Regions from separate parts of the Pan troglodytes genome. Here all the other regions are linked to region 2. The links are chromatin contacts, called in public Hi-C and HiChIP or PLAC-seq maps. All regions are on one chromosome and are shown on one strand. The core of a region is the stretch at or near the end of the contact, and the rest is flanking DNA. Distances in the headings are between cores, read along the strand shown. Region 1 holds the start of PINX1 (PIN2 (TERF1) interacting telomerase inhibitor 1). Region 2 holds the start of MTMR9 (myotubularin related protein 9). Region 3 overlaps XKR6 (XK related 6).

Region 1 (3,721 bases), core at 236-2,735, 450 kb after region 2:
AGTATTCTCCATTCTATATAACTACCTTCCACGCTCTCTGGCATAATCAAATAGATCTGCTAATTATCCTAAGATTTTTGTGATCCTGCCTTCCTGAGTCCAGTGCCCTACTTTTAACCTTGTTCCCTATGTCACAATGTCACAGCTTTCCTGCCTTGGCTGGGAAAATTCCATTCACTTGCCTCCCCTCACCCCCTCAGTATTCACTGATAGCTATAAGCATCCTTTTGTGTTTCTTCTAACTTTTATGAAACTAGGGTTTACCTTTTTCATCCAGATTCCTAGTTAAAGGGAGAATTTCATTGTAAACAAGAATCTAGTCCTTCAATTGCTTTTCTTGGCACCTGAGTGGTGCTCTTTTTACCTTCCTTTTATGTAGGAAAGGCTTCTGTGTGCACTGTCACCTGAAGTTTACTGGAGAGTCACTCACCCAAAAACATGTCTTTACCATACTTAAAAGTGTTATAGCTAGGAGCTTATTAGAACTCCCCTGGAGACAGGGACACTTGAATTAAATTTTGCAAACATCTATGGAGCCTTACCATACTTACATTATTTTGCGAGGTGCTGGTACGAATACAGAAATGGATACAATAAAGGCATCCTTCCAGTGTGTGCACTGTGGTGGAGAAAATAAATAAAACCTTTGCCTTGATGAAGGCATCCCATTATTTAAAGAGGTAACATTTTCCCCACAACTATTTTGTGTGGGGTCCCACAAAAAAACCGATAGATAGCAGACCTATCTTCTGATATCTATCTACTATCTATCTATCATCTATCTATCTATCTATTTGTCTATCTATCATCCATTTGTTTATCTATCTCAGAAAGCAGAGGTAGGGTACGAGGAAGAGATGGGACATTACAATGCAAAGTCCTCCCCTCCAGCCAAGTTTTTCAAACTCCTTGTCCATACAACATCCATGACCCTAAGTTCAGCTCTTTACACATTTCTTTTCCCCGTGAGGCTGAGCTGCTTGAGGGCAGGTCACGTCTTTCCACTACCCTTCTTGCCGGCACCTAGGGCTTCCTGATGGAGACCCTACAGGTAATCCACGTGAGCTTATGCTCCGCGGCAGACACGCCCAGGCGGGCTTTACTCACATCAATCGCTTAGTACGCACACTCACTCTAGCCAATGAGCGAATACGTACTCCTTTCTCCACCTCCCGCAGGGCGGCCACCGCCCCCTCAGTCCCTCTTTGTCCCGTCACCTCCCCAGGTTGCCCCGCCCTGCTCCGCCCCCTCGCCGCCGCGTGCTCGAGGAGCGAGTCGCGCGCTACTGACGTCACCAGCACGCGCCCCGTCTGCTGCAGTCCGCCGGCGAGGGAGTTACGCACGTCCTGATTCTCCTGGAGTCTCCAGCCCGCCCAGTGGCCGCAGTCACCCAGGTCCAGAGGCGGCGGTATCACAGGCTCTCCGACATGTCTATGCTGGCTGAACGTGAGTGTCGGAAGCGGAGGCCCGACCCAGGCGCGGTGGTGAAGATGCCGGGTGACGCGCACGGCAGCCCGGAGTGGCTGGGAGCTCGGGTTGCCGGCGCGCCTGGCGCATGGGATCGGGGGACCGGGGAGCCGAGCCCGGCTCTGATTGTCCTGCTCGCCGCAGAGCTCCCCGAAAGTTGGCCGCAGGTCTGCTAGTGAGAGAGACCGCAAGTGTCTCCCGGAGACGCCGTCCTCAGAATCACCCTGGGGCGCGTGCGAAGTGGGTCAGAACACCGGGTCCCGGGACTGGCCCCGCCGCCGCCCTTTGTGGGGTCCCGGACTGGTTGCTTCTCCCCACCCGGACCTCAGCTTCCTCAGGTTAAAAAGAGAAGGTTGAGCAGAAGGATCACTTCAAACTGTAATCACATTGTCCAAGATGTCTTGGACCCAGAAAAAGAAAAAGCAAAGGAGTTAGAAGTCTCAAATATGGGACGTCAGCCACTTAGCGAGGGAGTGCAGGGCTAATGTGTAATTCTAAGTGAGACTGGCGTTTTTGACCTTATTAGTTGGCCACAGCGCCCCGTCCTGCCTGTTTACCTTTGACATTTATCTTCACTTGGTGGAGTCGGTGAAACCCCTGTCTCTGGAGAGGCTGCTGAACTTCTGAATTGTACCTGTAGCGAAGGTCGCTTGCCGCCAGATGGCAGTCATGCTTTGATCCTGAAAAGCGGGTCCTGCTTGGCGAGTTGTATAGTGAGCAAAGAACAGAAACAGCTTATTTAACAGATCAAGCAGACCAGCACAGGGATTTTGTGAAATAAGTGCTGTTAGCACTCTCTTTTCTAAGAGGGTGGAGGACTTAGGAGCACAAAACGAAATGGGTCAGGCACCATCCCGATTTTACAGGGGCAGAAATTGACGTTCAAAGGAAAATAATTTGCCCCTAGTCATTGAGCTAGAAAATGGCAAAATTGATCCAGTTATCTCTGTATCTTTATGTTCTTCCCCGTAAGACCAGCGGAGACCCATAGAAATGAGTATGTTTTAGACTGAACCCGTCGGTTCTATTTTTTCACCAGTAAAAAATGAGGAGTCAGGGTTAGAGCCTAGATAGCTAAGATCTCTTCTGGTTTTCGTATTCTTTGATGTTTGCTTAATTCAGCATGCACTTGGCGACTTTGGCCCTAGTTCTGCTATTCATTTATGTCTGTTCCTTTGATCAGTGTTTGTGAGGCCACAAAATCTTCTCTTAATATTTTTATCCCTAGGTGGCCTTAAATCAGTGAGATGGTGAACATGAACATAGTTTGAAAAGTCTGAAATATAGAGGTGTAAAATGCTATTTGTAGACATCAGTAATTCAGATTACATGATTTCAAGAGTGTTTTCAGTTCTCCTCTTCCCAACGTTATTCCAAATTGTCAAATCCTTGTCATTATAATATGTAATATTTTTGTGTTTTTTTTCATAATTTGCTAAATGGGTATAGCATCTTCTGTAATTAGATACTTAGGATTGGTGTTAAGAAGAAAAACCTTAGACAAATTATACAGAGTTTGATTGAGCAAAGAATGATTCAAGAATTGGGCAGCCTTCAGAACTAGAACGGGTTCTAAGAACTCCAGTCTGCTATGTCGTCAGGCAGTATTTATGGACAGTAAACGGAAGTGAGGTACAGCGACAACTTGGTTAGGGTTACCGCTCTGATTTGCCTTATTTGAATCAGCTGGCTGCCTGTGATTGAAGCCTAGCTGCTGTAATGGATTGAGGCTCACTTATATGTTATAAGAGTATACTCCTACGGTAGGCTTTCGCTTCCTTTAAGTTCTAACGTAGGTTGTAGTTCGTTATGTAAGGACTCAAGTACGGAGGCCTCCTCAGGCCAAATTTAATTTAGTGTAACAATACTCTCCTTCTGATCAACCTCTGAATTTTGAGAGATTGTTTAAAACTTCTGCCTCTGGCTCTTGGGACTCAACACTCCCTTTAGAGTAAATGGGATCCTCGCATAAGTCATGTGGTATTGAGCTGTTGTGTGGATGGTTTCTATTGGATTTGCCCCAAAAGTATCCCGACAGACCCATTTACAGTTAGATCTCCACATAGGAGTACTTGCTAGAGGATGGTTAAATACATCCCAAATAGTGATTCTGCAGATTCAGGGCATTCTACCTGAGGCCCAGCGCCATGCTGTAAACACTGCTGTTCCAGATCGTGTCAAGGGTCCCCAAGATCATCCCCAGATTCAATGATGTGCTGGGGGATTCAGGCACAGGACTCAGCATGTAGTCGCA
Region 2 (3,723 bases), core at 582-3,081:
ATGGCTTCACCCAAACTGCCTGCAATTCTACCATTAGAAATTATTATTTTAGGCCAGGCGCAGTGGCTCACGCCTGTAATCCCAGAACTGTGGGAGGCCTAGGCGGGAGGATTGCGAGGTCAGGAGTTCAAGACCAGCCTGGTCAATATGTTGAAACCCCATCTCTACTAAAAAATACAAAAATTAGCCGGGTACCTGGTGGCGCGTACCTGTAATCCCAGCTACTCGGGAGGCTGAGACAGAAGAATCGCTAGAACCTGGGAGGTGGAGGTTGCAGTGAGCCGAGATTGGCCACTGCACTCCAGCCTGGGCAATACAGTGAGATTTCGTCTCAAAAAAAAAAAGAAAGAAAGAAAGAAAGAGATTATTATTTTAAGGCATATCCTCTGTAGGAATCTTCCTAATATCCAAATTATCCTGTGAGGCAATAGAAAATGTTGTCGTCATTCATTTATACTTCTGTGTAAAACGGATAATCAGTTTGCCCTCTCCTGGCTAGCGAGTAGCCACTAAGGAGATGGGAATTTTGAATGCAGATGAAAGTATAACTTTTTGACTTCGAGGCACTGCCTTGGAAAGATAAAGTCTGGAGTACAAAAAGAAAAAAGAGGTTAACTGGTCCATGCCTTTCCTTGAGAGCCAACCGTGTTCTTTCAGCAAGCAGAACTGAGTAAAAATGAAGAGAAGACATCAGAATCTCCCTTAGTGAGAATTAAATTTTGATGACCCAGAAGGTAAGAAATAAGAAATATGATACACTGAACATTTTTCAGAAATTAAAAAAATGGTTCCGTAGTATGTAGACACTCATAACTTTATAATCTGTTTAGTTTTCCTCAAAAATGGTAAAGACTTTACCTAAATCACATCCAATCACAACTTCATGAACTGTGATTGACAATACCGATTCAAGGAATACGATGGGGCAAGAAGAAGAAGAAATTTATAAAGACAATGCCGAAAATCCACCCAAATGGTGTTACGAACCAGAAATGATCATCAGGATGGTACCAGCCACACGATAACCCTGAGAACTCCATCCAGGTTTAATGGAAACGCGGTCCTCCATCTGGACGGGTTTCAGCTTGGTAAATCCTGATTCTAGGCCACAGAGGGCTCATCTTGCCGGCTAGCTGGGCGGCAGGCTGCGCGGAAAACGCCAGGAAGTATTTCCCGGGGCGCCCACAAGGGACCCCCGGCTCCCTGCGGAGCTGGGGTGGGGCGGGCACTCACCGCTTGTCGATGGCGTCGATGTTTGAATGGAGGAGCCACAGCTCCTCCGTGTTGTCCTGCCGGGAGGACAGGATCAAGTGGTGGCCCGTCAGGCACAGGGTGCCCTCGACAGCCGGGTAGAAAGGCCGGTGCAGCACCACATTGTCCACCCGCGGGGTCTTAATCAGCTCCGCAAACTCCATGCTCCCCGCGCGGCCGAAGCCAGGGAACCGAGCCCGGTAGGTGCGAGGCGGTTACCCCGCCGCAGGGAGAGTAGCGGAAACACCCGGCGCGGGGCTGGCCTGTGGGGCGGGGCGGGCCGGGCGGTGAGGCTGGGCCCGCCCCAATCTGGGTGGGCGCGGCGAGGCCTACAGCCGCCGGCACCGGCCGCGGGGAGACAGGGGCTGGGGCTGGGCGAGGCCCAGGCGCCTCTCCCGCACCGCCCGGTTCCCCAGGCTTAGGACTCGGCCACAGAGAACCCCTCTCCACAGGCCCAAGGACCGCCGCTGCCGTTGGGCTACGGGTCCCGCGTTGGCAAGCGGAGGGCAGTAGGAGAAACCGCTTCAGGATCCGCTTCCACGCCCTGGCCGCTAGGGACTCCTGGCGGAAGTGGCTACTCGCTGCTGGAGCCCACAACAACTCCGGGCGGAAGCAGCAGGTCTCGAAACTCGGAAGACGCGGAAGTCGCCGCCGGAAGTTGGTCCTCGCTAGGTCCTCTGGAAATGCCTCCGGAAACACAGCCAGACCAGAAGATTTGTGTTCCTACGAGAAAAAAAGCTTGTCTTTGCCTTCACGCCCTCCCGCTGCCCTTCTTAACCACCTACAAATATTCCTTATCAGAAGAGGTCCGGGAAGAGGGAGGAGGTCCCTGTCTTGCCTTCCTCCGCTTGAGTAGTATCCCCTCCAGAAGCTCTTCAGAGCGTGGGGCTGCTGTAAATTGTGATAATTGTTATGCATTAGCCCTGAAGAGATGGCAAGTATGGGATGGAGGCGGTGACTGTGACCTTACGGAATCCTCCAGGGGTCAGGGAGGGACACAGGGCCACTCCACAGGCTCCCCGAGAGCGCCGCGCCACGAAGTGTAACCTGGAGCAAGAAAGAGGAAAAACAGGAATACCTGTGAGAGGAACCCAAGTAGATGCAGTGCACAAAAGAGCAAGTCACTTGACTTGCTGGCGGCCACCCCGTTAATCAGCAGAGCCTGGACTTCAGTCTGCATCTGTGAAACCCAGCGCATGGGTGCGTTGGTCACCACCGCACAGCCTCCCCGTCAGACACCCACGTTTCGCCAAAAATTTATTAAAATAATTACTCCTTTGCTTGTTCCTTTCCCACCGCCCACTTCTGACATTTTTATTCAAAAGTAGGAAATAGAAGAGAAATATGTTTGAGTGCTGGTCTGCTGTGACTTCACTGACCTTTTAAATCCTCACCATCTAGTACCTAAGCACAGCGAGTTGGACAAACTCTCACAGTATTCACAAAGTAAATTGCCACAACCTCATCAGCTCATCCAACACTTGTCCATGCTTTTGATTTTGCCCTTCTTAAAATGTACCCTTCTTAAAATAAATCACTCTATAGACTTGTTTTAAGTGAGATACGTAAATGCCTACCAACTTTCCTTGGTGTCTTTGTTGCATAGTTACTGTAGACTGGATAATAGTTGCCATTTTTTATATTTTTGCAGTTTAATTGCTTTCGTCCAAATAGATGGAATCACTTCCTTTGTAATATATGAAGTGTTTTAATTCATTTTTATAACTAGCATTCCTGACAGCATAGGTATCCACCCCCTGAAGTTCCTATTCTATAGAACAAAATAGCAAATAAGTATTTTTTTTTTGTTCCATGATGGTCACCCAGTATACACAGGGACACCCAGTATACACCCAGTATACACAGGGACACCGCATACTGGGAATCAGCCTTATTTTACAACAGAGCTTCACTTTACCCCTCTGGCAATTAATAGATTCTGGGTATTTATTAAGAACTTTAAATTTAATGCAAAGACTGTTAAATACCACCAGCTCAGCTCTGGCAAAGGACTGTTGGCTTTGTTTATCTCCCATCTTCATCCAGATACACTGCCATCCCTATCCCAGCCCGATCTTGGGTCCTTGAAAAAAATGACCTATCATTCCAACTACCAGGGAGGAACTCCCTTTGAATTAATGAATCTGGATGACTTATAAGACTTCAAAAGTATGGAAATGACAAAGGTTAAAATGACAGGATGAGCAGTAAACCCTCTCCAGTCCAATCAGAGCAACCTTTTTGAGGGTGCATTCCCACAGAAACCCATTAGGGGCCCAACATCAACATACACAGAGCTAAAATTCCAGATGCCGCTTTGTATTGAAAGAAGCCAAAATTCTGTTCAGGTCGTGGGAACTTGAAGTCTTCAGTGCAACCACACCCCAGAAATTAACCCTCACACAATCATGTAGGCTATGCAGTTAACCAAACTGCATCATTTAGAAAACCTGTATGCTTTTCATGGAAACC
Region 3 (3,788 bases), core at 83-2,582, 270 kb after region 2:
GATGGGCACCTACTGGTGCCTCTGACTGATGTGGTTTTTCTTCTTCTGCGAACCTCAGCCTGTCCTCAGGACCCAGGTCAAATGCCTGCCCCTCTCGTGTTTCCCAGCACCCCTCCCTGTCCTCTCCCAGGGCACTGCCACATGGATCAAGTGAGGCTCTGTGTGGGTGTCTCTGATGCCCACCATAATGTCAGCCCCTCTCGAGCAGGCCCAGGGTCTCTGAGTGCCGGAACCCAGCCACAGGCAGCTGCAACAGGCTCAGCAGATGCTTGAAAGAATGAACAAATGTCGTGTTACTTGCAGGCAACCTTGCAGCCCTGGAGCTGCGCTCAAACTGCCTGCAGCCAGCACTTGAGTTTCCAGGCTAAGCTGCCGTTGTGGTTAGTTCCAGGGATTTAAAGCACTTTACAGTTTGCCCGGCGTAAGCAGCTGAAAACCTGCAGCTTCGTGTCTATTGAGGAGGTTGCCAAAGCCTGGGTACTGTCCTGGCCAGCCTGGGGTCCGGGTTGTCCCTTCAGGACATATACCTATATCTATACGCATATCCATCCATCTACCTCCTATCTACCTACTGCCTACCTATCTGTGGCCTATCTATACGTGTTACAATGTTATATATCATCTCTATCTATCTCTGTCATCTATATGTATCTATCATCTATGCCTTTTTATCATCTATAACTATCATCTTTATCCAACCATCTATCATCCACATCGCATCAATCATCCATCTATCTATGATCTATCCATATGTATCTATCCATATGTATGCAAATCTCTACCATCTACATCTTTCATCTTATCAGTCTATCTAATCTATCCATCTAATCTCTATCTAATCTCTCTAATCTATCTCTAACCTGTCTGTCTATCTAAAGGAAAGGTGACTTGCTCGCTGAAGATCTGAGTGGTGGAGGGTCTCCGAGGAGGTGAAATTGAGGAGGGAACTGGAAAAACAGAAGAGGAGAGGCCTTTTAGGCTCGGCTGGCCCGAGAGAGAAGAGTGGTGGGAGAGCAAGGACGCGCCGGCTCAGAGCGGGGCAAGGAGGGGTTGGGGAGCAAGCGCAGGCCAGGACGCTCCCCAGTGCTGGCCGCGGAGGCAGAGGCGGAGGCGGGGCCGGGGGCCTGGGGTGTCGTCATCCGTGGCAGTGACGAGGAGGCGGGGCCTTGGAACGCCCCCTACCGAGGGCCCGCGCTGCAGCCAGCCGGAGGGCGGCGCTGTCGGGGCGCGGACGGGGACTTCCGGGTGGCAGCCAGGCAGGGATGGTGGGAGGGAAGGCGTGGGCGAAGGCGCTACCCGCTTTGAAGCAGAGGGCTCAGGATCTAGCTTGTTGTCTGCGCCTCGAGAGACCCCGCCCCCAGACCTGCGCTACTCCCCCTGCGTCCGGTGGCACTAGGACCCCGAGTCCCCGGCGTCCCAGCGCACACTCCCCCAGGGTCCTCAGCACCGCACGCCAAGTCGCCCGCAGCCGTCGCGCTGCCTCGCGGCGCGGAGCCCAGACCCTCCCCATCCAGGGCGCGGGGCAGAGGGACGCAGAGGCCCCCGGCAAACCGCCGCGTCAGGGTGCGGGGAGGAAGGTCCCGCCCGGGGACGGGGCTTTTAGTCCAGCTGGCCGCCCTCTCCCACCGTCGGGCTGTGCCAGGGGAGCTGCACCCCCACGGTGGGATGCGAGGGGGCCACAGAGCGGAGCGCCGGGGGGAAGGACGGGCGAGCTCGGGGCTTGTGGGGGCGCAGTGGAAGAGGGCAGGGATCGCCGACGGTGCGGGGCGTTACCGGGGGTCTGCTGACCAAACCGAGCCGGATCGTCTGAGCTCTGCTGCCCGCCCTCATGGACCCCGCCTGCAGCCGAGTCCGCAGGAGTCGGGACTTGGAGAGAGGCGTGGGTCTGAGCTGGCACCGCCGCCCACCTTTGGGGCGCCTCGGGCACAGCACTTCCCCGGCGAGCCTCAGCGTCCTCCGCGGACTGCTCTAGATACGCCGAGCCCACCCTCAATTCCTCTCGGTTTCCCTCCTTCCCCTCCCACTTCTCACCTTCATCTCACTCCCTTCCTGTCTTACCCCGAGCCCGCCCCCGGCTTTCTCTGCTCCCTCGCTCCTTCTGGTTCTGAGCTCAACCAGTCTTTGGAGGGCCTGGGGGGCGCTGGGTCCCGACCGCAGCCAGCCCCGCTTCCTGCCTGAGGCCGGAGAAGCCCAGAGCCCCCTGGCTTCAGACACTCATCCCCTCGGTCAGACCTGGCCGGCTTTCTCTGCCAGCGTCCCCCTCTCCTCCTTCTTCCCCTAACTCTCTTCAGGGTCCCTCCCCGAGGTGGGGGTGGGGGGTGGTTTCTAGCAGATGTGGGAGTTCCGGGCAAAGAAGCCTCCAGTGCGTTTAGACACGTCCTTGTTGCTATAAATATTCTCCTTGCCCTAAACCTTTCCTAAATAATCTCAAAAATCTGGACCGAAAAAAAAAATTAATCCCTCTTTCCAGAGAGTTGGGCATCCCGGATGTGCTCAGAAGAGTAAAAATAAAAGTGCAGCATGAGAGGATTTCAGAGCAATGCTAAGGAAGTTGAAATTGGAACTAAAAGAATTTGGGTTACTTAAAAAAAAAAAAAAAAAAGTGCAGCTCACAGCATTTCCCGAGTGAACACGGCCAGATGCAGGGCACCCATATCACGCGATCAGAGGCGCCCCCAAGCGCCTCCTCCCAACCCAGGCCCCGGCTTCCCTGATCGTAGATGAGTTTTGTCTGTTCTGGGAATCTGAGGGAACAGAATCATCAGTCCCTGTCCTCTCACGTCTGCTTCTTCGGCTCAGCATCTTGTTGGCAAGTTCCATCTGCGTTTTGCCTGTGGCTGAAGATGATTTGGAATTTGGATAACCTTCTGATGAAGACATAGCTTTTCCCTCTGAGACAGTGGAGGGGCAGCAGTGTGGGTCCATCTTGTCTTGGATTCATGTTTTTCATTATTAATTTTGGATTCAGGGGGTACGCGTGCAGGTTTGTTACATGGGTATGTTGCGGGATGCTGAGGTTTGGGGACCCGGAGGTCCCAAAAGGGCTTTTTCTCACGGTCTTCTGGGTCTTATGACTAACAGAGGATCCACGCTGTTACCCATGAGGCAAAGGCTTTGCCCCATATCTGTGTTGAGTGATCCTCAATCATGGGACCTACATTTTGTTAGCAAATTGCCTTTCCTTTCCCCCAGGGAAGACTTTGAGCTGAGACTAAACCTGGGAAGGTGCTGCTGAAAAGCTGTTGGGGGAACCTGCCTGCACCTCCTGGCCTCCAGGAGGGAACCCATAGGAAAGGGGAGGCTCCAACCTTACTGGAAGTGTTTGCAGGGCCTGTTGTGTAATTAGTGTCCTTGGGGAGCCCACAGGGGGTTTTCCTGCCTTTACGGAAAGATCATCCACAGGCCTGCACAGGTTAATAGTTTTCCTTTAGAAACTTTCCTTTTGTGGTTGGTCCTGTGCCTGCTTTTGAAAATCTGGTCATTTTTAAAATAGTTTTTCCAGAAGGGGCGCTAAGGGCCGCTACACTCCTTTGGAGTCTTTTCTTCCTCACACATAATAAAGATTGAGATTACATAGGGAGGATGAATGCTTAGGGGCTCTGAAAATATGGATTATGCAAATGAGCTATTTAAGGACCTTTAAAAATGCTGACCCGGTACCAGAGTATTTACTGGCTGTTAAAAAATGTGGATTGTCTAAATGGGCATTTGGGGACCTTTAAACACAGATTATGATGGATCTAGAGAGCCTAACAAATCCCTTCTGGCCCGTTAGGCCTGTCTGCCGT

Evidence for each region. A called contact is a pair of places that touch in the nucleus more often than the background predicts. HiChIP or PLAC-seq counts read pairs in DNA pulled down with a chosen protein or histone mark.
Region 1: a contact with region 2 is called in an H3K4me3 HiChIP or PLAC-seq map of stem cell-derived excitatory neurons, with 8 times the contacts expected there. The contact joins the promoter of PINX1 here to the promoter of MTMR9 in region 2. A contact is called at or near these places in 1 of 7 Hi-C or Micro-C datasets (stem cell-derived neural progenitor cells) and 1 of 1 datasets of contacts at active chromatin or transcription factors (stem cell-derived excitatory neurons).
Region 3: a Hi-C map of stem cell-derived neural progenitor cells shows a contact between it and region 2, with 2.8 times the contacts expected there. The contact joins the enhancer-like site here to the promoter of MTMR9 in region 2. A contact is called at or near these places in 1 of 7 Hi-C or Micro-C datasets (stem cell-derived neural progenitor cells) and 1 of 1 datasets of contacts at active chromatin or transcription factors (stem cell-derived excitatory neurons).

The regions. Positions count from the first base shown.
Region 1 is chr7:16,827,274-16,830,994 of NHGRI_mPanTro3-v2.0_pri, reverse strand. PINX1 (PIN2 (TERF1) interacting telomerase inhibitor 1) reads left to right here and starts at 1,485. Exons shown (of 7, transcript XM_054656525.2): 1 at 1,485-1,805. The coding sequence starts at 1,556. It overlaps LOC101059533 (a long non-coding RNA gene), which reads right to left and starts at 1,196. Exons shown (of 4, transcript XR_001720022.3): 1 at 1,108-1,196; 2 at 552-619.
Region 2 is chr7:17,275,223-17,278,945 of NHGRI_mPanTro3-v2.0_pri, reverse strand. It overlaps MTMR9 (myotubularin related protein 9), which reads right to left and starts at 1,831. Exons shown (of 12, transcript XR_010159158.1): 1 at 1,234-1,831.
Region 3 is chr7:17,004,310-17,008,097 of NHGRI_mPanTro3-v2.0_pri, reverse strand. All of the region lies in intron 1 of XKR6 (XK related 6), which reads left to right. Among named protein-coding and RNA genes, the nearest start is that of MIR598, 19 kb to the left of the region's middle. Within about 2 kb of position 1,332, at least 17 of the 24 cell types and tissues checked have an H3K27ac peak or open chromatin away from gene starts, as enhancers often do. A contact at or near this core is called in stem cell-derived neural progenitor cells, where this site is marked.